7 separate regions of the Mus musculus genome follow, and all the other regions are linked to region 6. A link is a contact called in public HiChIP or PLAC-seq and promoter capture Hi-C data. All regions are on one chromosome and are shown on one strand. The core of a region is the stretch at or near the end of the contact, and the rest is flanking DNA. Distances in the headings are between cores, read along the strand shown.

Evidence for each region. Promoter capture Hi-C pulls out the DNA fragments that hold promoters and counts their contacts. HiChIP or PLAC-seq counts read pairs in DNA pulled down with a chosen protein or histone mark.
Region 1: a promoter capture Hi-C map of pre-B cells shows a contact between it and region 6. The contact joins the promoter of Surf4 here to the promoter of Camsap1 in region 6. A contact is called at or near these places in 2 of 39 promoter capture datasets (liver and pre-B cells) and 1 of 484 Hi-C or Micro-C datasets (embryonic stem cells).
Region 2: a promoter capture Hi-C map of pre-B cells shows a contact between it and region 6, with 2.8 times the contacts expected there. The contact joins the promoter of Tubb4b here to the promoter of Camsap1 in region 6. A contact is called at or near these places in 2 of 39 promoter capture datasets (cranial neural crest and pre-B cells) and 2 of 115 datasets of contacts at active chromatin or transcription factors (memory CD8 T cells and pancreatic cancer cells).
Region 3: a contact with region 6 is called in a promoter capture Hi-C map of neural stem cells. The contact joins the promoter of Agpat2 here to the promoter of Camsap1 in region 6. A contact is called at or near these places in 3 of 39 promoter capture datasets (liver, neural stem cells and pre-B cells) and 1 of 115 datasets of contacts at active chromatin or transcription factors (memory CD8 T cells).
Region 4: a promoter capture Hi-C map of liver shows a contact between it and region 6, with 3 times the contacts expected there. The contact joins the promoter of Dipk1b here to the promoter of Camsap1 in region 6. A contact is called at or near these places in 3 of 39 promoter capture datasets (liver, neural stem cells and pre-B cells), 4 of 115 datasets of contacts at active chromatin or transcription factors (bone marrow-derived macrophages, embryonic stem cells, microglia and 1 more) and 1 of 9 other capture datasets (liver).
Region 5: a contact with region 6 is called in an HNF4G HiChIP or PLAC-seq map of pancreatic cancer cells. The contact joins the promoter of Uap1l1 here to the promoter of Camsap1 in region 6. A contact is called at or near these places in 1 of 484 Hi-C or Micro-C datasets (CD8 T cells) and 2 of 115 datasets of contacts at active chromatin or transcription factors (microglia and pancreatic cancer cells).
Region 7: a contact with region 6 is called in a promoter capture Hi-C map of the SN4741 cell line, with 3 times the contacts expected there. The contact joins the promoter of Abca2 here to the promoter of Camsap1 in region 6. A contact is called at or near these places in 1 of 39 promoter capture datasets (the SN4741 cell line) and 2 of 115 datasets of contacts at active chromatin or transcription factors (double positive thymocytes and pancreatic cancer cells).

The regions. Positions count from the first base shown.
Region 1 is chr2:26,931,884-26,936,045 of GRCm38.p6, forward strand. It overlaps Surf4 (surfeit gene 4), which reads right to left and starts at 1,628. Exons shown (of 6, transcript NM_011512.3): 1 at 1,392-1,628. The coding sequence starts at 1,439. It overlaps Stkld1 (serine/threonine kinase-like domain containing 1), which reads left to right and starts at 2,173. Exons shown (of 19, transcript NM_001379463.1): 1 at 2,173-2,229; 2 at 3,431-3,517. The coding sequence starts at 2,215. Gm36591 (a long non-coding RNA gene) reads right to left here and starts at 1,385. Exons shown (of 2, transcript XR_374179.1): 1 at 1-1,385.
Region 2 is chr2:25,222,160-25,226,240 of GRCm38.p6, forward strand. Tubb4b (tubulin, beta 4B class IVB) reads right to left here and starts at 2,543. Exons shown (of 4, transcript NM_146116.2): 1 at 2,375-2,543; 2 at 1,965-2,073; 3 at 1,775-1,885; 4 at 1-1,209. The coding sequence starts at 2,431. The coding sequence ends at 149. It overlaps Fam166a (family with sequence similarity 166, member A), which reads left to right. Exons shown (of 7, transcript NM_026624.3): 7 at 1-122. The coding sequence ends at 12.
Region 3 is chr2:26,602,747-26,606,519 of GRCm38.p6, forward strand. It overlaps Agpat2 (1-acylglycerol-3-phosphate O-acyltransferase 2 (lysophosphatidic acid acyltransferase, beta)), which reads right to left and starts at 1,671. Exons shown (of 6, transcript NM_026212.2): 1 at 1,283-1,671. The coding sequence starts at 1,464.
Region 4 is chr2:26,625,660-26,629,945 of GRCm38.p6, forward strand. It overlaps Dipk1b (divergent protein kinase domain 1B), which reads left to right and starts at 2,798. Exons shown (of 5, transcript NM_019833.3): 1 at 2,798-3,040. The coding sequence starts at 2,978.
Region 5 is chr2:25,362,748-25,367,010 of GRCm38.p6, forward strand. Uap1l1 (UDP-N-acteylglucosamine pyrophosphorylase 1-like 1) reads right to left here and starts at 2,916. Exons shown (of 9, transcript NM_001033293.3): 1 at 2,580-2,916; 2 at 2,134-2,338; 3 at 1,765-1,940; 4 at 1,354-1,526; 5 at 1,059-1,252; 6 at 497-637; 7 at 1-101. The coding sequence starts at 2,868.
Region 6 is chr2:25,981,542-25,985,622 of GRCm38.p6, forward strand. It overlaps Camsap1 (calmodulin regulated spectrin-associated protein 1), which reads right to left and starts at 1,741. Exons shown (of 18, transcript NM_001372499.1): 1 at 1,241-1,741. The coding sequence starts at 1,397.
Region 7 is chr2:25,426,933-25,431,340 of GRCm38.p6, forward strand. It overlaps Abca2 (ATP-binding cassette, sub-family A (ABC1), member 2), which reads left to right and starts at 1,667. Exons shown (of 49, transcript NM_001368624.1): 1 at 1,667-1,903. The coding sequence starts at 1,838.

The DNA.
Region 1 (4,162 bases), core at 378-2,877, 950 kb after region 6:
AATTTTGGTTTTAAGCAGCAGGCCATCTACAGTACGGGCATCTTTCCACTGATGTGTAGCTGAAATCTAACTCCAGACCTGAGATGCCCTGGACACCAAGCAGTAGGAGACCCAGGGTTTCCTCCTGGGTGGTGGACACTGGCAAGTCCAGGAGCCCAAGCCAGTTACTTAGTGGGAGTGGCTACTGTATTCCCCACAAAAGCCTGTCCAGTCCCAAGATTTGGCTTCTTTCATTTAAATCAAAACAAAGTACATGGAGGACTTCATAAAAGATGAACTCTTTCTCCAGTTGAAATCTATCATTAGATAGTTGGCAGCTTCTTGGAGATAATTCATCTGATCTGGGTTGTGAAATCCACTTGCAAAATGGTGGGTTTTCCAGCTGAAGATCCTGAGGTGAGCCGCTCACAAACTTGGCTATGAAGCCATCTTCTTAGAGAGCTGCTACTCAGGAAGATAAAACTGGGTCACTGAGAATTATGTCAACGAAACCCATCACAAGAGGAAGACCTTGGTCCATACAATTTTAAAATTATGTATTTAATGCAAAATCGTGGCATTAGAAACTTTTCCAAAAGGGGTAGAAATGCCTTTAAAAAGATCAGCTCACAGGAAAATGGTTCAACAGAACTGAAGGTGAACATGGGGAGGTGACACCCCTCAAAAGGAGGGGTAGAGAAGCTCATTTGAAGATGGTCACACACACCCAACCTTCGAGTACTCTAGGCCAAAAAATGCCTCCTCGTATCACCGACAGCCACGAACACACTAAGTGAACCAAAACTGGCTGGCGGGTGGGCCCCGGCACCATTCAGCCTCCAGGGCTAGTTCAGGTTATATTATGACTTCGCAGATCTAACGGGACAATTTCAGAAGTCAAAGCCTCACACTCACACAACTCCCACCCCATCCGTCGAACTTAATTGTAAAAAGTGGTGCCACCTGCGCCTCTCTCCGGCTCTAACCCTGCCCAGCTAGTCGCTCGGGCCCAGACTCATCCCAGGCCTTCCCTGCGGTTCACAAGCCACCTGTACACTTGGGAAGGCGAGCCAAGGGGCAGGCTCCTCTCCTTCGGCAGCGTGGACCCAGATCGGGCAACCGGAGCAGAGTCCACGCAAAGAAGGAAGGGCCAGGACGGTCCTGGACAAGGGCGGAGGGGCCACGCAGCGGGGCGCACAGAGTACCCCCTTCCCCAGAGGTCCCCAAGGAGCCGCCGCGGTTCAGAGGGCAGAGGGCACAGAGCAGCACCGCGGGCCCCGGGAGCCTCCCTGGCCGCCACCCCCAACCCCCCGCCCAGCCTCCCCTCGGATTTCTCCGTAGAGCTAGGCAGGACGGCGAGGACGGGCGTCCGTGGGGCCGTGACGGCCAGCGGGCTGTGGGGCAGGCCGCACCTGGTCGGCGAAGTCCTCGGCCGTGCCCATCAGGTCGTTCTGTCCCATGGCGGCGGCGGAAGGCTCAGCTGGCAGGTCCTGGGCGCTCGCGCCTGCTGCGGCCTCCACAGGAAGTACCCGGCGGCCGGCCTCGCTGAGCCGCGGCTGCTCTAGCGGCTGCCACGTAGGCCAAGCCTTAAAGGGACCGCGCCTCCCGCCGCGCCCCGCCCCGCCTGCCGCGCGCCCTCACGCTCCAGGCCCCGCCCGCCACGCTCGAGGAGCCTGGCGCCGGCGCACCGCCCTTCACGAACAGGCCCCGCCTCCGCCGCGCGCCCTTCACAGGTAGACCCCGCCCCCACACCCCAGGCCCCGCCCCTCCAGCCCCTACGGACCACCCCTAGCCCTTCAGCCTCTAGAACCCGAAGCGCTGACCACTTTCCACCCTCACCAAGCAGCAGGTCCCGCCCACCGTGCTGGTAGACTTCCTGCCACCTGTGTCTCCCGCCCGTAGTACTTGCGGCCCCGCCTGCCGCGTCGTCAGTCTCTGCCCCGCCCTCCACCCTACCCAACACACCGGGGCCCTGCCCTTCGTCCGAAACACGGCTCCCTATTCTCTGTGGCTTCTTTAAGGGGCATAGTACGAGTATGCCATGTACGAGCCAAAGTGCTAAGCAGACACGCCCCGGGTTGAGGGTTATGGAAGGCAGGTGGAGGGGCTGAGGAGGTGGGGTGGGCACACGGAGCAGTCACTACCGAGCATGCTCAAACGAGGGTTCGACTACCGGCCTGGCTCGAGGGCTTTGCCCGGTAGTAGGACAGTGAGGCAGTGTCTCCACGAGATACCATGGAAAAATATCAGGTGCTGAGATGCCCCCACAACCAAGGTCCAGTGTCCTTGGGCAGCGGGACAGGTCCGAGGGCCACACAGCCAGGCCCAGCCTCCATCACAGGGTGACCCTATGATCCCCGCATGTTTCCTCCTCCGAGTTCTCCTCCTTTGAGTCCTCCCAGGGCCTCAGTTTCCCTCTAAAATGATGACCAACCCCCAAGTCTGACCACTGGTTGGAGAATGGTGCACGTGCCCTTCCCCTTCCCTCCATGTATGGGGTCTTTAAAGGCAGAACCTGAGTGGTTGTTTTTTTAATCGCTTTTTTCCTCACATGTCAGCCTCATTAATTGTTAGACTCGGCTTATAAAAGCTTCAGTTTCGCTCATTTTCTTTTCCTCTTTTCCAGTATTCTTTGAGAGAAGGCTTACATGCGTTAGCCAAGCAAATGCACTTCTGATGGCCAGAAATGTTTAGAGAAAAACAAAAAACAAACCACTGCTCACTACCTGGGCTGAGCTCCAACGGACACCCTGTATTCCCTGTATGCTAATTATCCTTCCCGTACTGCCTACATATCTTGTCCCCTACCCCACGCTGACAGTGGCCTCTGTACTCAGGCCTCAGCCACCTTCTACCTGACAGCACTGATCTTGTAGAGTTCTGGCTTACAGACCAGTTCTGAAGGTGTGGCTTCAAAGATGAGCTCTGGCTCAGACCCCAGTCCCACAGCCACAGGCAAGGACCTTGCTCCTAGGCCCCAGTATCTATCTCTCAAGTGAATTGTAGGCAGCACCAGTGCAGGTTACAGAGGATGGCTGGGAAGCACTTCCTTCAGTACTGTGCCCTAGACGAAGCTATGACTGCACCAGTTACACAAATCACAGGCCTTGTTTGGATGTTCATTTTGGCGAAGGGTACTAGATGGGGTATCACTAGGGTTAAGAGCCACTTCTGCCCCCAGCCCCACCCCCCAACTGTCTCTTACCTATAAGGCTGCCCCTGTAGGCTTGGGGAAGGCCATAGGCTATAAAATAAGAGTTCCAGAATGGGCTTCGAGGGAAATTGTATTGGCCCCACCCTGGAAGGCTTCTCAATCCATCACCTAAGGCCATTTCCTCTACAACAAAATTGAGAGAAGAAGCCATACTTGGGGGTGGAGTGTGGAACCATCACATGTAGGAAGTAGAGAATAATGTGACGTTCTCAAAGTCTCTCTCTTCCTTGAGGATAGCTATTGCAAATGCTGAATCCTGGAGCCTTAGGGGTGAACCTGGTGGTGGAAGAACTGGAAACTGAAACCAAGTTCTTGATAAAGCAGGTAAGGTGCAGAGCCCCTTGCTCCCAAGTTACAGAGGTCTCTCAGACTCCAGAAATCCCCAGACAAGCCCCGTTGAGGCAAGTTGTAGCCTGAGACTTCTGGAGTTCTCTCTTATTCCTCTCACTCTGGTGCTAACCACACACTAACCACAATGCTCACCCACATGCCTGCGGTCATCTCACTGAACCCATCAACCCTGCCAACCCAGAACAAAAACCCCAATCTCACAGCCAAAGATGGTGAGACTCAGGAGTCCCATCCTCACCCAGGTTGCAGTTTCCCAAAGGACTGGAATTTAATAAGGGGTACAAGTCTCTTCTTTCTTTCTTTCTTTCTTTCTTCCTTCCTTTCTTTCTTTCTTTCTTTCTTCCTTTCTTTCTTTCTTTCTTTTTTTTTTTTTTTTTTTTTTTTTTTTGGTTTTTCGAGAGACAGGGTTTCTCTGTATAGCCCTAGCTGTCCTGGAACTCACTCTGTAGACCAGGCTGGCCTCAAACTCAGAAATCCTCCTGCCTCTGCCTCCCTGTACCACCACTGCCCGGCAAGGTGTACAAGTCTTACCAAACAGGAAAGGGGCAGAGAGGGTCCCAGAGGCTGAGCACCAGGCACACAACTAGCACAGCTGGGGTGGGTGCAGGCCCACAAGAG
Region 2 (4,081 bases), core at 1,293-3,792, 760 kb before region 6:
CACACACTATGAATTGCTTTAATGGTGGTATCTGTACAAGTGATGTCAGGACACAGGACAGCAAATGCACAGTGGACATGGCTAGCAGACAGGCTGTGAATGAATAAAGAGTTCACACTGCTCCCATGCTTTAGTGACTAAGACAGCTCTAAGCCACCTCCTCCTCAGCCTCCTCCTCAAACTCTCCCTCTTCCTCAGCTGTAGCGTCCTGGTACTGCTGGTACTCGGACACCAGGTCGTTCATGTTGCTCTCAGCCTCAGTGAACTCCATCTCATCCATGCCTTCACCCGTGTACCAGTGTAGGAAGGCCTTGCGTCGGAACATGGCTGTGAACTGCTCTGAGATGCGTTTGAACAGCTCCTGAATAGCGGTGCTGTTGCCAATGAAGGTGGCCGACATTTTCAGGCCCCGAGGTGGAATGTCACAGACAGCTGTCTTCACATTGTTGGGGATCCACTCAACAAAGTAGCTGCTGTTCTTGTTTTGGACATTAAGCATCTGTTCGTCCACCTCCTTCATAGACATGCGGCCCCTGAACACGGCAGCCACAGTCAAGTAGCGCCCATGTCTTGGATCACAGGCAGCCATCATGTTCTTGGCATCAAACATCTGCTGGGTGAGCTCAGGAACTGTCAGGGCACGGTACTGCTGGCTGCCCCGGCTGGTCAAGGGGGCAAAGCCAGGCATGAAGAAGTGCAGGCGAGGGAAGGGCACCATATTTACAGCCAGTTTCCGCAGGTCAGCATTTAGCTGGCCAGGGAATCGCAGGCAAGTGGTTACCCCACTCATGGTGGCGGACACTAGATGGTTCAGGTCACCGTAAGTGGGTGTGGTCAGCTTTAGGGTTCTGAAGCAGATGTCATAAAGTGCTTCATTATCAATACAATAGGTCTCATCTGTGTTTTCAACCAGCTGGTGGACTGAAAGGGTGGCATTGTAGGGCTCAACCACTGTGTCCGACACCTTGGGGGAAGGTACCACACTGAAGGTGTTCATGATTCTGTCTGGGTACTCCTCCCGGATCTTGCTGATAAGGAGGGTACCCATCCCAGACCCAGTCCCCCCACCCAGGGAGTGGGTCAGCTGGAAGCCCTGCAGGCAGTCACAGCTCTCAGCTTCCTTTCTCACAACGTCCAACACCGAGTCAACCAGCTCTGCACCTTCTGTGTAGTGCCCCTTGGCCCAGTTGTTCCCAGCCCCACTCTGACCTGTAAGAGAAAACAGTAGGTCACACTAAGTATGTGCCCAAGGGGCCAAATGACATGAGGTGACACTGAATAAAGTGTACAGACCCAAAACAATCTGCCATGTTAAAAAAAAGGGGAGAGGGGGTGCTGTGCATAATGGCACAAGCTTTTAATCCCAGCACTTGGTAGGCAGGTAGTTCTGAGTTTAAGGTCAGCCTGGTCTACAGTTAAAGAGGCCAGGCAGGGATACATAGATTGGGGATGGGGGGTGGGGGAGACCAGACGGAGATGTACAGAACACACTAGAGCTAAGACAGTAAATACTTCCAAAGGCACCCCTGCCAATGTTCAAGGAGAGTACAGGGCCCCTGCCACTAGGTCAGGTCTTCTCATACTCTCTACTAGCAACTAATCTACCCGCAGTCAGTTGGACCTTCCTCCTAAAGCTGCTTTCGGCCAAGGGATTGAGTGACTCAGAGGGCAAGAAAGTGTACACCTGGTGGCTATTAAGGAAGAACTTTAGGTCAGCCCCTTGACCTTTGAGCCTCATGGGTAGCAAGCCCGTCCACACCTCCACCACACTCACCAAAGACGAAGTTATCAGGTCTGAAGATCTGCCCGAAGGGCCCTGAACGCACCGAGTCCATGGTGCCGGGCTCCAAGTCCACGAGCACGGCGCGGGGCACATACTTGCCACCTGGTTGGGACAGGGGGACGTCAAGTGTGCTCAAACTGGAAGGGTGGTGAGGAGGATGGATGGGGTAGAGGAGCCTTACCGGTGGCTTCGTTGTAGTACACGTTGATGCGCTCCAGCTGGAGGTCGCTATCTCCGTGGTAAGTGCCAGTGGGATCAATGCCATGCTCGTCGCTGATTACCTCCCAGAACTGCAAGGGAGTCGGGCGTTAGCTGAGTCACGCCGGCCGGCCGGTGCGCTCCAAGGCAGCCCCGCCCCGGATGGGTGCGGCAGGCCCTCCCCCTCCCTCCAGTCTCAGGAGCGCCAGGGCGACGAATCCCTAAGGGCCGCGCACCGTCCGCCCCACCGACACCAGCCACCGGCGCTACGTCTCGGCCCAGCGTACGCCGGTATCCAGGACGCAATGAAGGGCGACGCTCCGGGCCGCTTCCGCCATCTTCCCCGGCTGGCTGTCCCAGTGGCGTCTGGCTCGCAGAAACCTAGCCTCCTACCTTGGCGCCAATCTGGTTGCCGCACTGCCCAGCCTGCAGGTGCACGATCTCCCTCATGGCGGCGGCGACTGCGGAACAGCTGTAGAAGAGGAGCACTTCGGGAGGAGCAGGCGCACAGAGTGCTACAACCGACGCTCTGCCAACATTTATATACCTCTTATGACCCGCCCTCGTCAGCACAGGATTGGGCTTTCAGAACGAGGCCACGAATTATCCTTGTCTGATTGGCTACATTTCCGTCAATCGAGCGGTCTGGGGCCCGCCTTCCCAACAATATACTCTCATTATTGGTCACGCTTGCCTACGGCTCCCCCTATCACAATCCCCGCCCTGGCGCCGCAGTGCTCAATCCATTGGGTGTTTCAAATGATTGATTTGCACTTCCATTGGCTGCCTCCTGGGAGCACTCCGAGAGCCTGACACTATTGGCTGCGCTGTTTTGGCGTCCTGGTAACCGCCGCAGTGCAGCGCGCGGGTGGGACGTGGAAAGCCAGCTTCCGGCTGAAAGGGAGGGGGCGACTTTTCAGAGCTTTGTGGGCTCGGGCGGCTTGGTAGGTCTGGCAGCTGCTGCGGGGAGAGAAAGGAGACGCGGGCAGGCATTGTCGATCCGGAACACACCTTGCAAGCCTCAAGCTGAGGCGAATTGAAACGCTAACAATAATAGGCTCTGGATGAGGCGCCGGGCCCTTCCGGGACGCACTGGGCAGGCGCGGGGTCCTCTGTCTCTATCTGTCTCTCTCTCTCTCCCCCCTCCCCTCTCCCCCCCCCCCTTCTCTCTTCCCCTCCCCACCCCACCCCTGGGAGGGCCATCCCTCCGCCCCTTCGGCCTCCCTAGATGTTGTGGAAACTTGCTGGCCAAGAGCCGGTTTCCTTGGAGCCTGAGTTCCAAGTGCGCACAGAGCTGCATGGAGACTACAGGGCTGGGCATGCCTGGCCATGACTGTTAGAGGGAAAAACAAACAAACAAACGTGTGCAAGTCCCTGTCCTGTAATGGAGAGCAATACATGTACATATTTCTTTTTTTTTTTTTCAGGGTCAGGTCCAAAGCACCCCTACCCCCAAAATGGTAGTGCTGACATTGTCCTAAACAGGACTTGACCAGGTAAACAAGCTTAAAAGTTTCTGTTTACCAGAAGAGCAGGTCTCTTAAAGTGATTTCTGTTCACCTTAACTTTAACCTTCCCTCCCAAGTCAGCTACCTCTCGAAGGCAAGTAGTTCTGAAACAATCCTTTTTCTCCATTTGCTCCCCCCACCTTGGCATTTTGATCCCCAATATCTTTCTGCCCACAAAATGGTCTAGTTGGTAATTTCTCTACGCCATTGCTTATGAGACAGAGTCGTCTGGCCTGTAACCTGGAATTCTGCCTTAGCCTCCAGAATGCAAGGACTACAGTTCTTAGTCTTCATGTCTGATGTGTAACTTTTTAAAGGAATATTATACAATGGGTCTGTCTCAGTCTAGCCACTTCTGGCTTTTGGAATGAACTACCTTCAAAACTAAGGGTGTTAGGCAATCCCTGTTGGTTGTGGTATCCAAGTACCTACCAACCATGTCACAGGAAAAAACCCCACCAGGACAAGCAGAGTCCTGTATCCTGAGCAGTGGCATTCTGTCGCTATATACAAAATGCAGTCCTGCCGGGCAGTGGTGGCGCATGCCTTTAATCCCAGCACTCGGAGGCAGAAGCAGGTGGATTTCTGAGTT
Region 3 (3,773 bases), core at 421-2,920, 620 kb after region 6:
AATTGCTTTTCTGAACCTCAGTCCCATCTGTTGCCCAGGCAGAGTAGCATCTGCAACCCAAGCTTGGCTGGCCTAGGCCAGGGAGGCACGAGATGGGGATGAGTCCATATGTGGACTGAGCAAGCCTCCACCTCCTAGCTAGTCAATCCCTTTCTTTTCCACTCACCCCTCTCTACGGTCATCCCTGGAGGATGTCATGCTTGCAATACTCCAAGGGCCCTGCTGTTCCTATCTCAACTCATCGCCTTATGAGGATTTAAGACAGGAACCCTAAGACAGGGTGGGGAGGTGGGGAGCAGGCCTCCCCACCCTGTTCTATGCACCGTGAAAAGTGCATAGCTAGGGCACCCTTGTCTTCTGTGCAAGGGTCTCCTCTGCATGTCTGCTCCCTGGGACACTGGATAGTCACTATAAGCACCTGAGAAATGAGGGCTGGGACCCACAAAATATGGCTGGTCAGGACAGCATCCTAACCCCAAAGACGACCAGATACAGCCGAGAGTCAGGAAACCATCATTCACAGTCCTTGTAACTACCGCGGGGGAGGAGGGGCTTCAGGGGCACAAGGTCCGAAACACCCAGGCAAGGCCAAGGCCAGGACATTGCAAAACCCACCCTCTCAGCAGTCCAAATGGGGCAGAAAGAAATGTAGCAACAGTCTCCTGGGAGTGTGGACAGGGAGAAAGGACTAGAGGCTTTTTCTCTCGGGCAGCCCCCATTGCAGGACAACCTAGCCTGATCTCCATACCTGTACCTTTTGCTTGTCCACTAAGCTTCCCTGCTCTGGGAGATGGGCAGAGGAGGATTCTGGCCACAGCCTCCTTCCTTTATTGCTAGCAAGCCAGGTCCAAAGACAGTTCGGCCCCCACCCCCCAGAAGAGGAAGTTAATGACAAGGAGAACCTGTGGCTACAACCTGGGCACAGGTGTCTTCTAACCGGCAGAGAGGTGGAAGCACGGACCGGAAGCCTGGCTAGGCTTCGGTTTCCCTGCTGGTGAAAGTGGGATTGGGCCTGTCCCACCTTCGCTCGGCCCCCTCCCTCTCCCAAAGCTAGCGGCGCGCGCAAACCCGACACTCCACGCTGCGCGCAGGGGGCGCCGCAGGGCCGAGCCCTACAAGCGGCGCACATCGTGACACGCGCCCCTGGGACGGGAAGCCGCGTCGTCGGAGGCTCCGGACCGTGGGGACGGCGGGGCGGGCGGGGCAGGAAGGAAAGAACGCGAGGAGCTCAGAAGTTAGGAAAGCGGAAGCGCGCGCCCATCCCGGCGTCCGGCCCCCTTGCCTCATGTTATCCACGGTGCGGCCGCCGTGGCGCAGCAGGCAGACGATCGAGGCCGCGGCGGAGAAGGACAGGCAGAGCACGCAGTAGAGACCGACCTTGGCGTAGAACCTGGCTGTGCGGCTCAGCTGCACAAGCAGCAACAGCAGCAGCAGCGCCGCCGTCAGCCATGGCCACGGGTCCATGGCGGCCGCACCCCAGCCCCGACGGCGCCGCCGCCCTCCACCCGCCGCCCGCGCCCCTTTTGAGGAGCGCCGAGGGTAGAGGGCGGGCCAGGCTGGAAGCCCAGAGCTAGGTGCGGCCGTCCCGCCCTGTTCCCGCCCCTCCGGGCCTGGCCCTGCCGGGGGGCATCGCGCCCCGCTCCGCCCCGCCGCGTCCTGGACGCGGACCCCGCCTCCCTCGGCCCTTCGGGTGTCACCCTCTCCGCCCCGCCCCTCCCTGCCACCCTGCCCCTTGCGGCAGGACATTGAGGTTCCCTCACTCGTCCCGCGGCTCCCATCTCTGAGCTGCCGGGTGGCCTGGGCTCTGGCGTTGCCTCCCACGCCCCTGCACCGGGGCTTGCGGCCACAAGTCCCCAGCCTGGCACCGCAGCTCCCTAAGGGTGTGCAACCGACCTAAGACGTGCCCATTATGCCAGTCTTGTCACCACACAAAGGACCATTGACCGGCTACTGAGTGACCAATGGTTACCTGACTAGGCCACCTGGCTGGTGGCCTGGGCCCTTTAGGTTCCCTTGAGCAGGGAGACTGAAGCCCTATTCCCATGATGCAACGAGCTGGGGGAGGCAGAAGGAGTAGTGAGAGTTTTGGAGTGGGGGTGTCTCTGGGGTAATGTGGCACCGGGGACCTTCTGATGCCCGGCCAGCAGTGTGGATCAGGCGATTGTGTTCCCATGCGCACTGTGTTCTAACCGCCAGCCTGTAGTTGGTGCTCACTGGGACACTTGTAGTAAGAAGCCTTGGGCTTGCAGGCCAGCCATATACATCCTTCCTGATCATGTTCTCAGAGCAGATGTCAGTGACAAAATGCATCTAGCTTCTTTTTTGGTGAGGTTGGTCTGCACCTAGGTGTGGAACTCAGCGATGGCTGTAGATATTAATGTGCCCACAGGCTCCCCTATATCCAGGCATTCTGAGAGAATCTCTGGTTTTCTCAGATCCGGAGAGATGATAATTTTAATATCTACCTATATAACTGTGCTTAGCTTTTTTTTTTTTTTTTAGACTTATTTTATGTATGCGAGTACACTGTAGCTATAGGTTGTGAGCCTTCATGTGGTTGTTGGGAATTGAATTTTTAGGACCCCTGCTCGCTCCGGTTAGCCCACTCAACTCTGGTCAACTCTGCTCCCTCAATCCCTGCTTGTACACCAGAAGACGGTGTCAGATCTCATTACCGGTGGTTGTGAGCCACCATGTGGTTATTGGGGCTTGAACTCAGGACCTTCGGAAAAGCAGTCAATGCTCTTACCGGCTGAGCCATTTCGCCAGCCCTGTGCTTAGCTTTTAAAGCAGGGCCAAAGCTGTGCCAGGGTGGGTAAGGAACCACCAGGAGTCACTCCAGCTTCAGGCTTCTGTGCTCATGAGGTTGCAGGCAGGGTGAGCTGCAGGGTTTCAGCTTCTCTGGTAGAAGACCCAGATATGCTTGGAGAGAAGGGGGGGGGGGAGAGGGGTGCTACGGGGCTGCTAGGATCCCAGCTGAGATCTCCAAGGCATCAGGTCCTCACAGCTCTGCAGCCCCCTCAGGAATGTATGCTGAGTCCTTCCTGCCTTTTAATTCTAACCAACCTGGTGTCCTTTTTATTTATTCATTTAGCGTATTGGTTTATGTTTTTAAGGTTTTTTGTTTGGTTTGGTTTGGTTTGTTTTTTTGGGGGGTGGGTTGTTTTTGTTTTTTTGAGACAGGGTTTCTCTGTGTAGCCCTGGCTGTCCGGGAACCTACTCTGTAGACCAGGCTGGCCTCGAACTCAGAAATCCACCTGCCTCTGCCTCCCAAGTTCTGGAATTAAAGGCGTGTGCCACCACGCCCGGCCGTCTTTAAGTTTTAAAGGTTTATTTTATGTGTGTGAAGTGTTTTATGTGCATGTATGTATGCATACCATGTGCATGCCTGGTGCCTGAGGAAGTCAGGAGACAGTGCTGGCAACTGAAACTGGGTCCTCTACAAGAGCAGCAAGTGCTCTTACCCACTGAGCCATCTCTCCAGCTCCTGTTGGGTTTTTGAACCCACCTTCAAACTGCTTACCTAGCCGGGGATGACCTTGGGCTTCTAAATCTCCGGCTCCCACCTCTCAAAGGAGGTTGCCACCATGCCAGGTTGAGGGTGATGGGGGTCACACCCAGGCCTTTGAGCAGTCATGCACTCTAGGCAAGCAGGTTATCAATTGAACTGCATGTGATCCCAACACAGACCACGACTTACTATTTTAAGGCAAGGTCTCACTATGTTGGCAGCTGGTCTTCTCCATACCTTGATGTGGGCTCCACGTTCTTCT
Region 4 (4,286 bases), core at 1,548-4,047, 650 kb after region 6:
GACTCTCTGTACAGTGAGTACTCCCCACCCACCCCAGATCTCATGTAGCCCAGACTACCTTTGAAATCCCTTTGTAGTTGAGGATGCCCTGAACTCTTGATCCTATGGCCTCTACGCCTGGAATACTGAGATTATAGGTGTGTATTCCCATGTTCATTTTCTATGCTGCTGGGGGTGGAATTCAGGCTTTATGCTAGGCTAGCACTCTACCTACTGAATGACCCCTCAGCTCTTGAGGGCCCATGACCTATCCTCTTAACTTTTTTGCCAGACACATACACTTGTGGCCCAGTGTAGTAGACAGGTCTGGAACCCCAGCAATTGGGAAAGTGGAGGCAGAATGATTAGGAGTTCAAGTTCATCTTTGGCCCCATAGGGAGTTTAAGACCAGTCTGAGCTATGTAAGATTATGTCTCAAAGACAACATAGAAAAAAAGGCGAACTTGCTATTGCATCCAAATCTACTTGATCACCACTTAAAAAACCAACTCTTAGGAGTCAAGAGTTTGTGAGCAGGAGAGAGTTTACCCAAGGACTAGTACCCCGAGACACTGGAGAGCAAAAGAGCCTGGAGAGGTGGCTCAGCAGTTAAGAGCACTTGTTCTTGTAGAGGTTCTAGGTTCAGTTCTTAGTACTCATGTGGCAACTCCAGTTCCAGGAGATCCCATGCTCTCTTCTGACCACTAGGGCACCAGGCACACACGTGGCACACACACTTGTCCTGTTCAGAGGACCTAGGGTCAATTTCCAGCACCCACATGGCAGCTCACAAGTGTCTGTAACTCCAGTTCCTGAGTGTGGCATACACACACACACACACACACACACACACACACACACACACACAAACACATACACATTGATGTGCATACAAATAAATAAATCTTTAAAAAAAACCTTAAAAACAAAAATAAAACAAAATCTTATAAAAAGTAAAGTGGAGAGAGTAAAAACCTGACAGACCTTTGGCTTCCACACACACACATATATGCATACACACACAAACATGTATACACACATGTGTTATAGACCTTACAGATGGCCATTGTACTCCCAGAAGACCAGACTGAAAAATAAAAATAATTACTCATTCCGCAAGTCCGTGACACCAAGCTTCATGTTTTCTCTTATGAAAAGATTTGATTATTTGTGTGTGTGTGTGTGTGTGTGTGTGTGTGTGTGTGTCGGGGAGGGGAGGGGAGTCATGCGTGGGGAATGGAGGTGCATCATGTGTGCACATGGAAGGCAGAGGTGGGTGCTGGGTGCTTTCTTCGATCACTGTCCACCTTTTCCTTTGAGGCAGGGTCTCTTCCTGAACCTCAGGCTGCTTTCTCAGCTAGGCTGTGAACCAGCAAGTCCTAGCAACCATCCTACAACGGCTCCACTCAACCTGTAACCTGGGTTACAGGTGTGCGCAGGATGCTCGATCTGCTACATGGATGCTGAAATTTGAATTTCAATCTTTATGTTTTCACAATAAGTGCTTTCAGCTGCTGAGTCATTTTTTTCAGCCTTCCCGTCACCACACTTAAACTACATTGTTTATCTGACCTGCAAAATCAAGATTGAAGACATAATAAAATAGTCAAACTGCTTAAGCAGCTCGTTTATAATTGGTGCGATAATGAAACAATCCCATGTTTCCCTTCTTTTTTCTCCTTCCTTCTTTTCTCCCTCCCTCCTTCCCTCCCTCTCTCCTTTCTTTCCTTTCTTCTTTCCTCTCTTCCTCCCTCCTTCCATCCCTTTCTTCCAGCCTCTCTCCCTTCCTTCCTTCTTTCCTTCCTTGAGGCAGGGTCTCCCTTTGGGCTTCTGGCTAGTCTGGAATTTGAAACATAGGCCAGGCTGGTCTTTCTGCTTCTGCTTCTTGGTTTCTGGGACACAGACTTGATGCTATTTTCCATTTGTTTTGTGACCTGCTCCTGGCTCTAGTTCTCTTCAGCCTTTCTAGCTTATAAATCCAAACCCTTCAGCTGGGCTCATGGGACTCTCGCTCCACTTTTATGAAGAGAAGGTTGGCCTGGTTCACTAATTGCGAAGCAATTAACATCCTTAAACTAAAGCTGTCTTTTATCATTTTGCAAGGCATATATATATGGACAGCACTGGGGCACAGGGGAAGGCGTATTCCCTGGGAATGCATATGACATCGCTATAGAACCCCTAAGAAAGGTGTGGGTGAGGATTGAGGGCAGCTGATGCGCATGGTGGACGGTGCATTCTGGCCATTGTCTGCTAAGTTCAATAAGCCTCTAACTAAGGTCAGCTGCTGCTTTCCTAATCACCCTAAATGGGAGTCACAGGAGAGGGGCGTGTCTGTCCATGGGCAGAAATCAGAAGAAACTGGTTCTCAGGAGTAGTTGCTGACCGCGTGGGCTGTGGGTCCTTCCCTATGCCCCGGTGCAACAAGGGCTGAAGACTCTCGGTGCCAGAGGTGGTGGCCTCAGGACTGACTAGCCTCACCTGCATACTGGGGAGGGATGGGGGCAGATCCATCAACGTCTTTTACCCTTGAAAAGGTGGAAGAAATGCGCAAGCGCAGGCGGGGACCTTACAGGTCCTCAGCGCCAGCCTGCCCCGGTGTTTCATGCTCACACAGGGTTGCCGTAGCGGGTCCCGGAGCTCTCGGGAGGTTGGGGGTGGGGGGGTGGGGGGTGGCGTAGGTCCCCAGCGGGAGAGCTAGACTAGCCGCGGGGCCGCGCGCCAGTCCTCCCACGCGCGTGCACGCCCCTTCCGTTTGTCTCCACACGCGCGCGCACGCCCCTCTGTCCATCTTCCCGCGCGTGCACGCCCCTCCTCCAGGCCGTCTCCCCGCGCGTGCGTCGCGGTCCTTGCTCAGAAAGGCACGCGCCTTGCCTTTAACGCGAGCCGAGGACGAGCGGCCCGCATGGAGAGCGAGCGGCGGCCGCTGCGGGCCTGGCCGGGCTGGGGCTGAGGCCGAGCCAGCCGCGGGGTTCCGCAGCCGGGGCCGGAGCCCATCATGCGGCGGCTGCGGCGCTTGGTGCACCTAGTGCTCCTCTGCCCCTTCTCCAAGGGCCTGCAGGTAAGCCGCAGCCGGCCAGGTGCTACCACACGGGGAGGGGCAGGGCGTGGGATGGCGAGGGTCGATGGGTGCACGCGGGTGCACCGGAGTCCTTTCTAACCTTCGCAACTTAAAAAAAAAATTCTGGAATAGCAAACTTGGCCAGCCCCTGGCCAGTTCTTGAGACAGCTGGAAACAGGGGCTGTGGTGACCTTGGGCCAGTGGAGGGCCAGCTCCTGTCTGCAGAAGAGGCCCCTCCCCTCATGCTTTGAGGTGATGGAGTCAGGCCTCTGGGCTCCAGCCGCTGGTTGCCACGGTCCTTAGAGCCTACAGGAAGGAGCCAGCCCTCACCAGTCTAGCCAAGGTCTCTCTGAAGGGCCGTCCTGAGGATGCTGGAGGATGCCTTTGTCCTGGGGCCTGGCCTCCCTTAGACTGTTTTACATAAAGGATGAGGACTGAAGCCTGTTGGATGCAGAGCTCTTCCAGGCCCAGATGCCCTTGTCTGCCCTCTTCCAGAGGCAGTAGCTTGTGCTGTGATCCATGCTCAGGCCTAGGTTGGGTTCGTGACCTGAGGTGTATGGGGGACCCTTCTTGTGCCAGGAGATGGGGTGTACCCATACCCCTAGCCCTGAAGCTAGGCCCTGACTCAGCAATGTGTGGACCCAGGAGTGGCAGGAGAGGGGTTTGGGCCAGTTCCCAGTGGGGCTGGTTCAGAGAGAGCCACTGGCTGAGCCCTTCCTGCCCCAAGCCTCAGTTTCCTGCGTGGGAAACACTAGGGCACCTGCCACCTGGCCCGGGTTTCCTGGGCAGGGAGTTTGCTGTGCAGTTACTATCCCTGTAATGACCTTCCCACCTTCCATGTGACTTTTCTGGAGCTGGACTGTTCAGCCTCGAAAATTATGGGCCCAGGGCTTGCCAACTTGTTCCCCACTGAGTGGCAGAAATCTGTGCGAGCTTTTGAGTACCACTGTGGTGAGTCCCGCCCCGGGGTGAGCAAAGACTCAGGGATCCTGGAGAAGAGCTGCGTCAGACAGAGGCCAGGTAAACCATCAAAGCTTAGCCAAGGTAGTCTAGGGGAGCCACCTGTGCCAAGGTGGCTTGGGAGGGCCTGCCTGGAGTGGTCTCTGACCTGCAGGTTTCTAGCGGCTTCTAGTTCTACATCACTTGGGCCAGCCTGGGCCAGCCGCTGTCCTGGCCCTGGCCCTGGCCCTTTGCTCTAGGTGTGGCTGAGTCCTTTGATCTGGCCTCACAGCCAGTGTCCCTGCAA
Region 5 (4,263 bases), core at 1,666-4,165, 620 kb before region 6:
AGGCTCTCCTGCAGGTGGAGGGGTTGTCCCTGTCGGCTGTGTCATCATTCTTCAGAGGGGAGAACTCCTCTTCCCGACACACTTCAAAGGCAACAAAGTTCCTGGTGGGAAGAAGGGCTCATGATCCCCCCCACACACACACATACATGCCAGCCATCTGCCCTGCTCAGACAGCCGCGGGGAGACCACACTTCCCTAACTGGGAGTTTGTTCCCGAGTTCAGTGACCTGGTGATCTAGGTCCCTGAAGGCACAGAAAGCACCTTTACTTTCCCTCTGAGGTCCTAGGAAACCTCCTCCAACTCTCGCTTACCACATGTCCAGAGGAAGAGGACAGACCCACCCAGCAACTCCAAAACCTGACCTGAGCTTTCCCCAGCCCACCTGCTCCTCACAAGCTGTCACTTCCCTGCTGTCCTGCTGGACCTCTACGCTCATCCCAGAACAGAGAGAGGGGGGGGGGGAAGAAGAGAAAATAAGTGACTTCCACCACTAACTTAGCAAACTGGAACACATCAAACACAAACTTCTCCATCTTTATCCCATTCGGTCTTAGCGGCTTTACCAGATTTCCCTCCTCATCCACGTATGGGACCTTCTTCATGGCCACATGCAGCCTCAGCAAGGGCTCAAACTCCCTGGCAGCAAGAGGACAAAGGGCGTGTGGCTCAGACAGGGTACCCGGGAACACCTGTCCGCACTTCTGTATACCTAGCCAGGTGCAGGAGCACAAGGACCTGGCTGTATCTCTGGGAAGGACACAGGCTTTCTCTGTGCATCCTGGGGACCCACCAGACACAATACCCCCACCCCCGTACCCCTCCTCCCAGCTAATGACAGGGCAGAGGTGGGGCCGACCCACAAACGAGACCTGTGACCGCGGCCTCACGGAGCATGACTCATTGCAGCTGGCTTGTTTACAGTAACACAGGAATTCTCTCCACCCAAGCCCTTGCCACTCCCAGCAGTGGCCTGGCTCAGGCTAGGGCAGCTCCAGCTACTGTGGCATTCTTGGATTCAGCTTAGTCTGGGATATCACAGCCACCTGTTGTCACATACCTGGTAACCACATCCAGGAAGCCTCTGGTGAAGAAATGGTTGCAGATGTTGCCTGCGTTGTAGAGCAAGCCTCCATCAGCCCCGAGCTGCCCAGCAATCTCAGGGCTGATCTCGCTGTATTCCACCACCTGGGGGACACCATCCACCTGGCACACCACACCCACTGGCTCCTCAGGGTATGCTTTCTCCACCACCTGCAGCCACCGGGCATAGACTTAGAGGGCCGGAAGTAGGAGGGACGGGATTTAGCAAGAGCAGAGCCAAGTGCCAAGGAAAATGAAAGCCTGGGACTCACCTTAGCACCACAGTCTGCTCCCTGAAGCACACAGAAGCCAATGAAGACTGGGTCAGCCAGCCGCACCAAGATGTTGTCTACGCAGTACACATGCACAAACTCCACACCCCGCTGCTTCATGTCCTCCAGGATCTGGTGGTCAGCCAGTGCACAGTACAAACCCCCGTTGCCATCTATAAAGGAGAAAGGAGTAGGATACCCATGGACTGTGGCCTGATCTCCTGCTCAGTTTAGTAAGTGCTGCAGGTGCACAAACCAAGAGCCTGTGACTCCAGACTGGCCAGAGCCACATGCCCAGGGCCACATAGCCTGCCTGAGTACATCTTACCTGGGAGTCAGGCCTCCTGATCCACAGCTGTACTCTGTGGCCCAGGTGGGGCAACCTGTTCCTATCCAAGGTGTGGGCCATACCTGGGGCCATGGCAACTTTGTCTTTCCGTTCCAGGATGGCCTTGCCCTCAAAGGTCACAGCAGGTAGCATGCGCTGCTCGAACAGCACTACGTTAGTGGGGTCCAGGTGGAAGAAGTCATGCTCCTTGAAGAACTTGATTGTGGGTCCCAGGGTAAACTCACTGGTCATGATGTACCTGTAAATGTCCTAGCAGTGAGCTGCTTCCAGGGGAGTCCAGCTCAATCTGGCAAGTCTAGAAGGGGTTCAGTAATGGCAAGTACTGGGCTCTGTCTAGGGCCGTGCTAAGATTGGGTCTAAGGTCTTGGTGTGGGGTAGGCCTGGGTCAATTTAGGGGTGGTCTTTTTGGGAGGCTGGCATGGAGGACACACCAGGGCACAGTGCAGTGGGTCCCCTGTCGCTGGTCAGCCAACTGTTGGACACGCCGGATCCGCTCTGCTTGCAGTTGATACAGGGTCTTCTGGCTGGGCAGCCCAACTTGATACATGCCCTTTGGGTATGTGACGCCCAGGCGAGTGCCCTGCCCACCCGCCAGCAGCAGGACAGCTACCTTGTTCAGAGAAATCTGTCGGAAACCTGGAGGAGAGGTGCATCGTGAGATAAGGCCTCTTTCACTTTGGAGAACCACAAGTGAGCACGACTTCGGGGGTTACTAGGCACAGGAGGAAGAAGTTGCAAGGCAAATAACTCTCCGCTGCACTTCCCGAGTCCGTGTCCTCCACTCCGCCCCCACTACCCCCACCGCCCATAGGCTCTAACTCTTCCGGCCTCAACGGGCCGGACCTGCCCAACCCCAGCCTGGCACGGCGCTGCCTACCTTCCTCTTCCCACCGCAGGCGTGTCTCTTGGTCACAGCGGATCGCGCTGCCCACGCGTTCTGGGGGCAGGGGCTGCAGGCGCGCAGCCAGGTCCGGCAGAGGACCCGGAGCTAGCGCGCCCGCAGCTGCGGCGCGCTGGCAGTGCTCACGCAGCGCGTCGGCCTCCAATGAGGCGAGCTCCGCTAGCAGTGCGGCTCGGGCTTCCGGAGCCAGGTCGGCATAGAAGCGCAGGAGATGGTCCTGGCCCGCACGCTGCAGCTGTGCGCGTACATCCCTCTCCGAGTCCATACTGCAACTGCAGCGGCCGCCTCAGCCTGTACTCGTGACTTTCTGACCAATGTCACGAGACCAGGCCGGGGGCTGAGATCCCAGGGGGGCGGGCCCAGGGTGCGGCACCTCCACCCAGGACCCCGCCCCTTTTTCCTCTTGGGCTGCTGTTCTGTCTTCTTTGGCTTCTCCCATCTTTAACCCTTTTAATACAGTTTCCCCTGCGCGTTTCCGGACTTGAATCCTAGGATCTGGCCTCCCAGCATTCAAGGTGTACGGTCCAGAGCAGGCCTTCCTAGTACCCCAAGGTCTAGTCATTTCTCTCCTAAGTAATTCCCACCACGTGAATAAAACTGTTCTGTCTGGGCTGGTGAGATGGCTCAGTGGGTAAGAGCACCTGACTGCTCTTCCGAAGGTCCAGAGTTCAAATCCCAGCAACCACATGGTGGCTCACAACCATCCGTAACGAGATCTGATTCCCTCTTCTGGAGTGTCTGAAGACAGCTACAGTGTACTTACATATAAATAAATAAATAAATCTTTAAAAAAAAAAAAAAAAAAAAAAACTGTTCTGTCCTTGCCCCGGGGAAGAAAGAAGTCTGAGGTATCTGCACTGGGCTGACCAGACATAACCCAGCCTCCTCCCTGTCCACAGCCAGAAGGGTTGTCTGCAGCAGACTTGTTGCAGAGCCATTGTTTGTGGCATGAATTCCGGAGTAATGGCACTTACGCTTTGAAGTAGCCTTAGCGTAACTTAGTCCCAAGACATACCTGACAAACCAGGAAGTCTCGAATGGCTGAGAATTGCTTAGATGATGGTTCCTTCAGACAACCCCTAGATCAGATAAAAAAGGTTTTGGTGTGTGGAAATTGACTTGCTAAAAGTGCCTTTTGTGAAACTGGGAAAAGTTACTTCTGGAAAAAGTGCTTCTGGGAAGCAGCTAGCCTCCAATCCCCGATAGGCTGATGACTGTCATGTGTCAGTGTCTCTCTTTCTTCTGACTAATCCTCTGAGCAACCCAGAAGCAAGACAGCGGCCTGGGAGCCTCTCTCCTTAGAAGCTGAGCCTGAGAGGAGTCGGCTTGACCCTGTAAGCATTCACCTAGAACCCCCACTGCTAGCCTGGGGGCAGCAGGCAGACCCAGGCTAGCTTCAACCTGCACCCACCTCCCCTCACCTGCCTACCTTTAGGAACTCAGTTGTTCCAGACTGGCTCTGCATCCCCTTACTGCTTTAGTTTGCTTTTTCATAAAACCTCTTGTTTCTTTTTGTTGTTGTTGTTTTGTGTGTGTTGTTTTTTATTTTTGAGATGAGATTTCTCTGTGTAGTCCTGGCTGTCCTGAAACTCATTCTGTAGACCAGATGGGCCTCAAACTCAGAGATCTGCCTGCCTCTGCCTCCTAGTGTTGGGATTAA
Region 6 (4,081 bases), core at 491-2,990:
CAAGACTCACAAAACAGTTTGTTCTTATGACTAGTTGGAGGCCACTGTCACCGAGCACACCTGCTTAGCAAGTTTTCCAAAGTGGTCACCTAACCCTTTCCTGAAAGGGTTATCTCAGTAACCCAAGTCTTCAGGTAATGTTTTTGCCAGCACAAGGGTAATTTATGCTTCATTTATCATAGTTTTATGCCTAAAACAAGACACCTGCCCTGATACTAGAGCCTCCCAACCAACTCATTACCAGCACTATTTGGTCTGCAATGTTCCCAGAGCACCAAATCAGAGAATCCTAATCCTACTAAGCATATTAGGCTTCATAAACAAGGTTACCTTGCTCTTTACAACAGGAATTAACCAAAGGAGATGATGGTTTCTATACAATCTGTATTACACATAATGTATCTTTGGAGTATCCAATAACTTCTGTTCTGTTAAGTACCAAATTTCATAATATATAAACCAGATTGGCTGGAACTCTAGTTTGAGACTAAGTCTCAAACTATCCAGCCTTCTAGTCACCCTGATGCAGTAAGGAACAGCTAAGCAGTGGTTATTTAGGTAAGAGTCTTTCTTGGACTTAGAGGACCAGTCCAATTGCCAGAGAATAACACTGCACATGATAGGCACCCTCCACCCACCGAGACTCAGAGAGCATGGATGACACGCGAACACAGTCCCATGCCTGGACCGACCCTGGGCTACCTCAGCGCTCGCTCACCTGGGCCGCCGCCAGAACAGCAAGACTTGAACTGACACCACGCGAAGGCGCGCCTTGGCCCTGTCACCGGCCTCATTCTCAATCTTGGCTCTGTCTCCATTCCTTGTCCCTAGACCTTACAACCTCCTCCCGTGCGTCTCATCCCCCCAAGACCCGTCAGATCCCCTCTGGTCCCAACCTGCCCCGTCTGTCCAACGTCCGAAACTCTCTGCTCTCATCCCCCAGCATGTCAGTCCCTTTTCTGACCCCTCTGGTCTCATACCTGGTCGTTTCCGTCGGTCTCCCTCTGGTCCCATTCTGCGGCCGTCGCGTTCCCCTCTGGTCCCATCCCCCGTCGTAGTCCGACCCCAGTTCTGGTCCCATACCCCGGCTCCTATACCCGTCCGACACCTCCCGGTCGCATCCGAAACCAGTGCGTTCCCCGTCGGCTCCCCTCTAGTACCATCCTGGAACCGGATTCATTCCCCGTCCGTCTCCCTGTAATCCCATCCCCCGACCCCGGACCCCGCCGCGCCCGCCCACCTAGGCCATAGGCCTTCGCACAGATCCACTGCAGGTTGGCGGCGATCTTGGCCCGCGCCGCGTCGTAGCGGTCCAGCGGCACCAGGTCGGCGCCCTCCGGGGGCGCCTCCATCCTCCTCCAGCCTTCGGCGGCACAGCGACCGCCCGCGTCCACCATCTGCAGACAAAGGCCGCGGCAGCCCGGCCGCAACAAAGACGCCGCCGCCCTCCCGCGCCGCCCGCCCGGGCGCACGGCCCTTACTTCACGGCCGCCGCCGCCACCCAGGCTGCTGCATGCTGCGGGCGCCGAGCCGAGGCCGAGAAGGCGCCGAGCGGGCCGGGCAGGCGGCGGCGGGCAAGCGCCGGCCGAGGAAGGCGCGGGGCAGGCGCGGGGCAAGCGCGGTGCGAGCACGGGCCGGGGGCGGTGGCGGAGGCGCGTGCGCGGCCCAGGAGAAGCGGCAGCTGAGGCGGCGGCCAACGGGTGGGAGCTAACGCGCCGCCGCCGCGTCACGCAGGCGCACTTACCGCCCCCCGCAGCCCCACCTTTCTCCGCAAGCGCAGTAGGCACCGCCCGTAACACCGCCCGCTCGCCCCGCCCTCCTCCTGAAGGCTCCGTACCTGTCCCCTTCTTCAGATGCTCTGGGTACACCCTCAGCCCCGCCCCCAGCCCTGGTCCTGCAGAGTAGGCACGCCCCTCTAACCTAGCCCAGTCCGTGTCCTTAGTAGCTATGGACACACCCTCGGCCCCGCCTCTACTTCGTCCTCAAGGCTGCATACACGCTAGTCCATCCGGCCCCTCCCCGCCCACCCCCCGGCACAGTGGACACGCCCCTGTCCGGATCCCGCGCAGGCGCAGTATTCTCTTCTGAGGGCTAGCCTGTTTCCTAGCAACTTGAGAGACTAATCTCTGGCCTTGATTGAGCCTCAGTCCTGTGTGCAGAGACGTTCGCCTCTACCTCTGGCAAGGCCAGCTCTCTGAGAACTGAGCGCCCTTAGAGTCTGCACCGGTGCTGCATCTGTGGACTGAGATGCCAAGACGTCTCCGCCCGGACTGGCAGAAAGTGGGCGTCGCAGAGTGTGTGCGGCTCGAGAACTGCGCCTGAGATTAGCCCAGAGAAACAATCCCCGCAGCTCTCGGGAGTCCGGAGCAACCGCGAGCTCCGCCTCCTCCTCCTCCTCGGTGGGCACTATCAGATCTCTCAACCAGTTTTGGCATCTAAGGGAAATGGATGCCAGCCTAGGACCATCGTCGCGTGTGACCTGCATTTTAGTGCTTGAAAGGAGCAATAGTATATTTTTGAAAACTGGGTGCGGAAGGAGAAAGATGTCACTGAAGAGCGGACTGTGTGCGCACCAGCCCCTGGGAAGGCTCAGGAACCCTCCGGCCCGGGCGTGGGTGACCTTACTAACCATCATCTGCAAACTTCAAGGTGTTTAACTTCTGTCATTGCCAGAGCCGCCCTATGTATGAAGAAGGCAGTGTGTAGAGTGGATGTTGTACAGGTAGCTGTCCCTCAAGTCCAAGTGCATGTATGATGTAGTCAGAAAGAGCCGCGGATGAGCCTGGGCATGGTATCCCATGATTGTAATCCCTGCAGTGGGGAGACTGGAGGCAGGAGGATCTAGATGAAATTCAAGGCCGGCTTCAGCTACTGGAGATGAGACCCTGTCTCAAAAAACAAAACAAACAAAAAATGGATAGTGGCCTCATGTGGCAAGTATCTTGAACCCAGCACTTGGGAGGCAGAGGCAAGTGCATCTCAGTGACTTCAGAGCCACCCTGTTTCTAATCGAGTTCCAGGTCAGCCAAAACCACATAGTGAGACCCTGTTTAAAATAAAATGAAATAAAAATTGGTTAGGGCTGGGTACCCATGGAGAGACCGAAGAGAATGACATTTGGGCAGAAAGGAGTAAAAAGTGAGCCTAGTGTCTGTCCGAGGAGCAGTAGACTGGGCTGCTATGGTAGGCTGATCTAAACCCCGGTGTGTAAAACCAGCAAGGCTCAGACTTGGGGCCAAAGGTGGTGGGACAGCAGAACTTGGCCGGACTGGGATGGGGCCGGGGGGGGGGGGGTGGAATGCCAGGTAGGTAACAGGACAAACCTGAGAATATAGGAGAGAGAAGAAAGGGGGCCAGGGATGGTGGTCTGATGTTCTGGCTTTGTATTCTGCAGCTCTGAGGAATCCATTTGCTAGTTGAATGGTTTCAGACATGTTATCTGTGGGTAAAGAGCATTCTTACCTCCTTCCTGCCTTGTCTAGAGCCCCAGTGCCCTGTGGAATAGCAGGGGAAAGCAGACCCCTTGTCTTGTGATCTGGTGGAAGCATCCAGTTTGCACTGACTGTGATGCTGTTCGGTTTGATGGGTGTCTCTTATCAAGCTCAGAAAATCCATCCATTGTACATCTGTGTGGTGCTTTGTTTTGTATCTGGTGGTCATGTAGAGGCTTTTAGTCTGTCTGTCGTTTATAACATTGTCTGGTGTTCAGATACTGTTCCTCCCCTGTAGTCTGGAAGAAATTCCACTTGGCATGGAGCATAGTCCTTTTTATACATACATACATACTACCTAGCTTTGTTTACTGTGTCTTGAGTGTTCATGGCACGTTGTAGTCTGCAGTTTGCATGTGGTGTCTGTGTGGCTTTAGAAGCAGATTGCTAGTGGGCAAGTAAAATAACTTGGGAGTGTTTCTTTTATGTTCTTGCTTTGGTTTGACTTAATTATTTGAGCCACAGTCTTACTGCCATGCTGGTCTGGAATTCATTCTGTATGCCGTCACACTGACCTCCAACTTCTGGATTCTTCCTGCTTAGCCTTCCACAGTGTTAAGATTGTAGATGTGCACTGCCATGCTTGGCCC
Region 7 (4,408 bases), core at 417-2,916, 550 kb before region 6:
GGGAAGTGTCAGGAAGCTTTAGCCCTCGATGACGGTTTGCATTCACTTTAAGAGCAAACTGCATGTCCCAGGCTGAATACCACACAGCCTCCCCCTCCTATTCATAGGCCGGGGAAACCCAAACTGGCCTGCAGTCTTCAGACACAGTCCTCAGGACCACAGCTAGTGGCTCTCTGCTGCCCCCTGCCTGCCATATTGGAGAAAATAGTCCTGTGACAGTATCAATAGGCCCACATTCAAACACTTCTAAGGACCCACCAAAGGCCAGGCTCTAAGAGCAGAAAGATGCTAGGCTTACATGAATATGGAGTAGGTGGGGAGGTGGGTGGTGTTGGGGTAGCAAGTAAACCTCTTATATAAGGGACAACCTGTCTTCTCAGTCACCCCTGCTTTCCAGCCCCTTTTGTGCAGTCTGGCTAGAGCAGGGAGGCCTGATCTGGTAGTCACAATGGATGACTGTGGTAAATTTTCACAGTTGTGATGTCTCAGCATCATTTTGAATATAAACCTAACTTTCTCAGGTCAGAATTAGGGCTCTCTGACCTGTAGCAGTTTCCGGTTATGCACACCCAGCCCTTCACGTGGTGTGTCTAGCTCTTCATACCTGGTAAGCATTTCTGCTGCCCTGCCCGCTGGGCATCTGCCTCACCTGCATGGAAATCGCAGGTGGACTGCAGTGACCCCAGGCATATGCACCTTACGTGTTCTAAATTCAGTTAAAACTATGTAAGAAATGTGTTTGGATGATACCCTGGACCTCAAAACAGCTGTCTCCACCTGCAGAGAGAGAGAGAGAGAGAGAGAGAGAGAGAGAGAGAGAGTATTTTGGACAGGGTCTCATGTTGCGCAGGCTAGCTTTGAATTCTCTATATAACCAAGGATGACCTTGAATACTTCATCCCTTCTGCCTCTGCCTTTTTGATGCTGGGATTACACGTGCGTGGTTGCTCTCTATTATTTATTTTATTGAGATATGGTCTCTCTATGTAGACCAGTGTGGACTTGAACTCACAAAGATCTGCTTTTCTCTGCCTCCCTGAGCTGAGCGCTGGGTTAAAGGTAAATCTGCCATGACCTGCTGTTGCTCTGCATTTTGATAATCTAGGTAAACGCCATTTCATCAGCAGGTGGTGGCTCGTCTATGAGGAACACAGAATGCTTTTGTGAAGGTGGTCGAACTACCGCAGTCCCTCTCATCAGGCTCCTCTTTAAAATATCTAAGTCACATCGTGTTGTTGCACCTCAAGCCGCGATGGGATTCTCCTAACGGACCAATGTCTCTCCTCTAAATGAGTGACTGACCCTGCTTCCTGTCTCTACAAGTGAGGAGGGTCAATCTAATGGTGACCAAGCCTCCTTCAGTTTTCCAAACAGGACAGTAAACACCTTGGGTACCCCTCTGCGTAAATCTCTCAATTGGAGACTCATATTTGGAATCTCCTGGGAGAAGCATAGGGTACCTGCGTTCTCCCTAGACCTCGGAAAGGTGCGAGCCGGGATCTTGGTTTAGATGGGGGCTGTGAGGGATCTTGGAAACACTGCATTATGGGTCCAGTGAGCAGCGAGGCCTAGTGCTGTGCGCAGGTGCAGGCGGGCGCGGGCGCCCCCTGGCGGCTACCCGGGCGCAGAGACGCCTTTAAGTGGGGGCGACGGGCGCGGGCGCGACGAGTCTCTGTAGCTGCGGCCGCCGGGGCGGAGCCTGCGAGCAGCAGGTCCTGGACTCTCGAGCGCCCCGCCCCCGCGCGGGCGATGCCGAGCGGCGCGGCCGGCAGCGGGGCCCGGCGGGGCGCGCAGAGGACAGGGCCGCGGCGCTGAAGCGGCGGAGCGCGGCCCGGCCATGGGCTTCCTGCACCAGCTGCAGCTGCTGCTCTGGAAGAACGTGACGCTGAAGCGCCGGAGCCCGGTGAGCGAGCCGCGCCCGCCCTTAGGGGCTCGCAGGCCGCGCGCCCAATTTGCCGGTGCGCTCTCCGCGTGCACGTGCAGTGTCCAGGCGCGCGCAGACCCCGGGAGGGCGCCACCGGAGACCCTGTTCGGGGCCGGACGATTCCGCGGGCTTCCGGGCCTCCGGCAGTGGGTTCGGCTGTGCCCTGGTCCGCTGACACTCGCAGCGCACGGCTGAGTCACGGGCCGGCGCCCTCCGCAGCGCTTTCTGGCAGGCTGGGGTGGGGGCAGGTGGTCCCTGGACTTCAGCTAGAGCTAGGTGCAGGTTCCTGGTCCAGAGCGCTAGCTGGGACACACCATTCAGCTTAGGGACTCAGAGCCCTGGTCCCATCATCTCTGGGGCCCCCATAGGAACCTGTCTTTTCATTCCCTTTACTGGTACTCTGCCCTTGGGCAAGCACCTTAGGCTGAAGCTGGTACCAAACAGCCTTCGCCGCCGCTGCTACCGCCCTCCTCCTCTTCCTCCTCCTCCTCCTCTTCCTCCACCACTACCACCACCACCACCACCACCACCTTCTCCTCCCTTCATCTCCTTTCCTAACCCATCCTGGCAAGTCACAACCCTTACTCCTGCTTTCTCATCCCTGGGAATGTCCTTGTTGTGTGGACTCAACCTGTTAAATCCCAGCACCCTTTGGGGCCAGTTTCTCCTGAGGCTGCTCCTCTGATTTCTCCTGCCTTGGGCCTCTCTTGGGGCTGGGTTCTGCTGAGCTTCTTAGTACCTGTCTAGGCCAGGCAGGGTATAAAGAGTGTTGGGGTACGAGTCCTGTGTGAGGAGCAGGATGCCAGGCACGGATGGCGTTTGCAGTGTTGGTTTTCATCCCAGTCCCTGGAAGAGCAAGGGCATCCAGAGAGTCCTGGGCCAGCAAGAGTGTCCGAGGGCCCTTGGGATTTTCCAGGATGGAGACAAGAGAGTGCAGGACCTAAAAGAAGGGCCTTAACCAGCTCATACCCAGGGACCCCTTGGGCAGCAACACTCCACCTATGTTCTTTGAGTACTTTAGATTCATAATAAGAAACTCTGGTCTGTAGGCAGGGTGGGTAGCAGTCATCACCACAGCCTGGCAGAATTCCCGTGGGCACCTGGCCCTGGCTGATTGCCAGGACTGGGTACATTCTCTGTTCTGGTTGGCTGGTGTGGGGTCTGAAGGGGCAGCCCTGTGACTATAGCTTTTGAGTCCCTGGGAAGAAGGGACACAGAGTGTATGTAGGCATGCCTTAGTGCTAGCTAGCCCAAAGTTGCTTATCAGGAACACCCCTCAGGGCTTGGGAATAGAGGCCACAACATAGTTCCTGCCACAGCAAGTTGGGAGAAGAGTCCAGCTGTGTGACAGTCAGTTGGAGGTGCCCGTTGCCTTTTCCCTAGGACTGACCCCTGCCTGTTATGTGGATCTGTTGGGTTTTCCTGAATTCGCATGCTTCAACATTCCCAGAGACCAATTAGACCACAGAGGAGATCCATAACCTATGGCTGAGCTACCAGCAGTGGCTGTCTTCTTCCAGGAAGACAGTTTTTGCTGGTGTCAGGGGTGTGCCCATGCAAAGCTTGTGATCTGGAGGGGACCTCAGGACTTCTGCCCTGCTTGCTTCCTTCGCTCAAGTACTACCCTGCCTTGTTGTAGGGACATGGGTAGTACATGGGACATGGGTCCACCCTGGCACCCTTAGGAGGATCACCAGTATAGAGTAGTTGTGGTGGAAGCTAACATCACACGTGGGTATCACCTGCTACCCTCCCCATCCCCCATCACAGCGAGCACAAGGCTGCTCAGGCCCAGGGTGAGCATGGAGATATTGGGGCAGTGTGGAAGCACGGGACTTGTCTTGAGAGACAGAATCCCTAGGTCACTTGCGGTCACCTAGGTAAGACAGGTAGCGCTGGACCTGTGCTGTGAGCCTGTAACCAGATGCCCCTCTGTTGCCCTCCGCCTCCCAGCTAGGACTCTTTCTCCCAGCAGCTCATGCGCAGCCGTTGCTATAGTGATAGGGGAGCCAGCCTGGCCTGCGCTGCAGTTACTCGGGCAGAGGTGCCCAGGGCAGGGCAGATGTGCCTGTGGTCGGGTAAGTGTGGGTAGGGCTGTCTCTTGAGCTGTGACCCCTGCTACTCTGTATGCGTGAGACACCGTGTCCTGCAGCCCTGGGTGTACATACCACCTCCTCAACTGGCCCTGGACTCCATCCTGGCTGGAGAGGAGGTGGAGGCTGGCACAGGCTGAGGCGGGTGAGGGTATAGACAACACAGCAGGGTGTTCTGATCACAGAGAGCTATTGTCAGCACAGTGGGCACAACCAGGGACAAGCTGGGCACGGACCCACACCACTCCTGGGAGGGGCTTCAGAGTCTGCTTCAGATGGTGACGAGGGTGAAGGAGACCTGAGGCGGAAGAGCCATGGAGGAGGACGGCTTCTGCAGGGCTGACCCTCTCTTTCCTGGGATCTTAGAGGCAGGAGCTCCCAGTCTATTTCC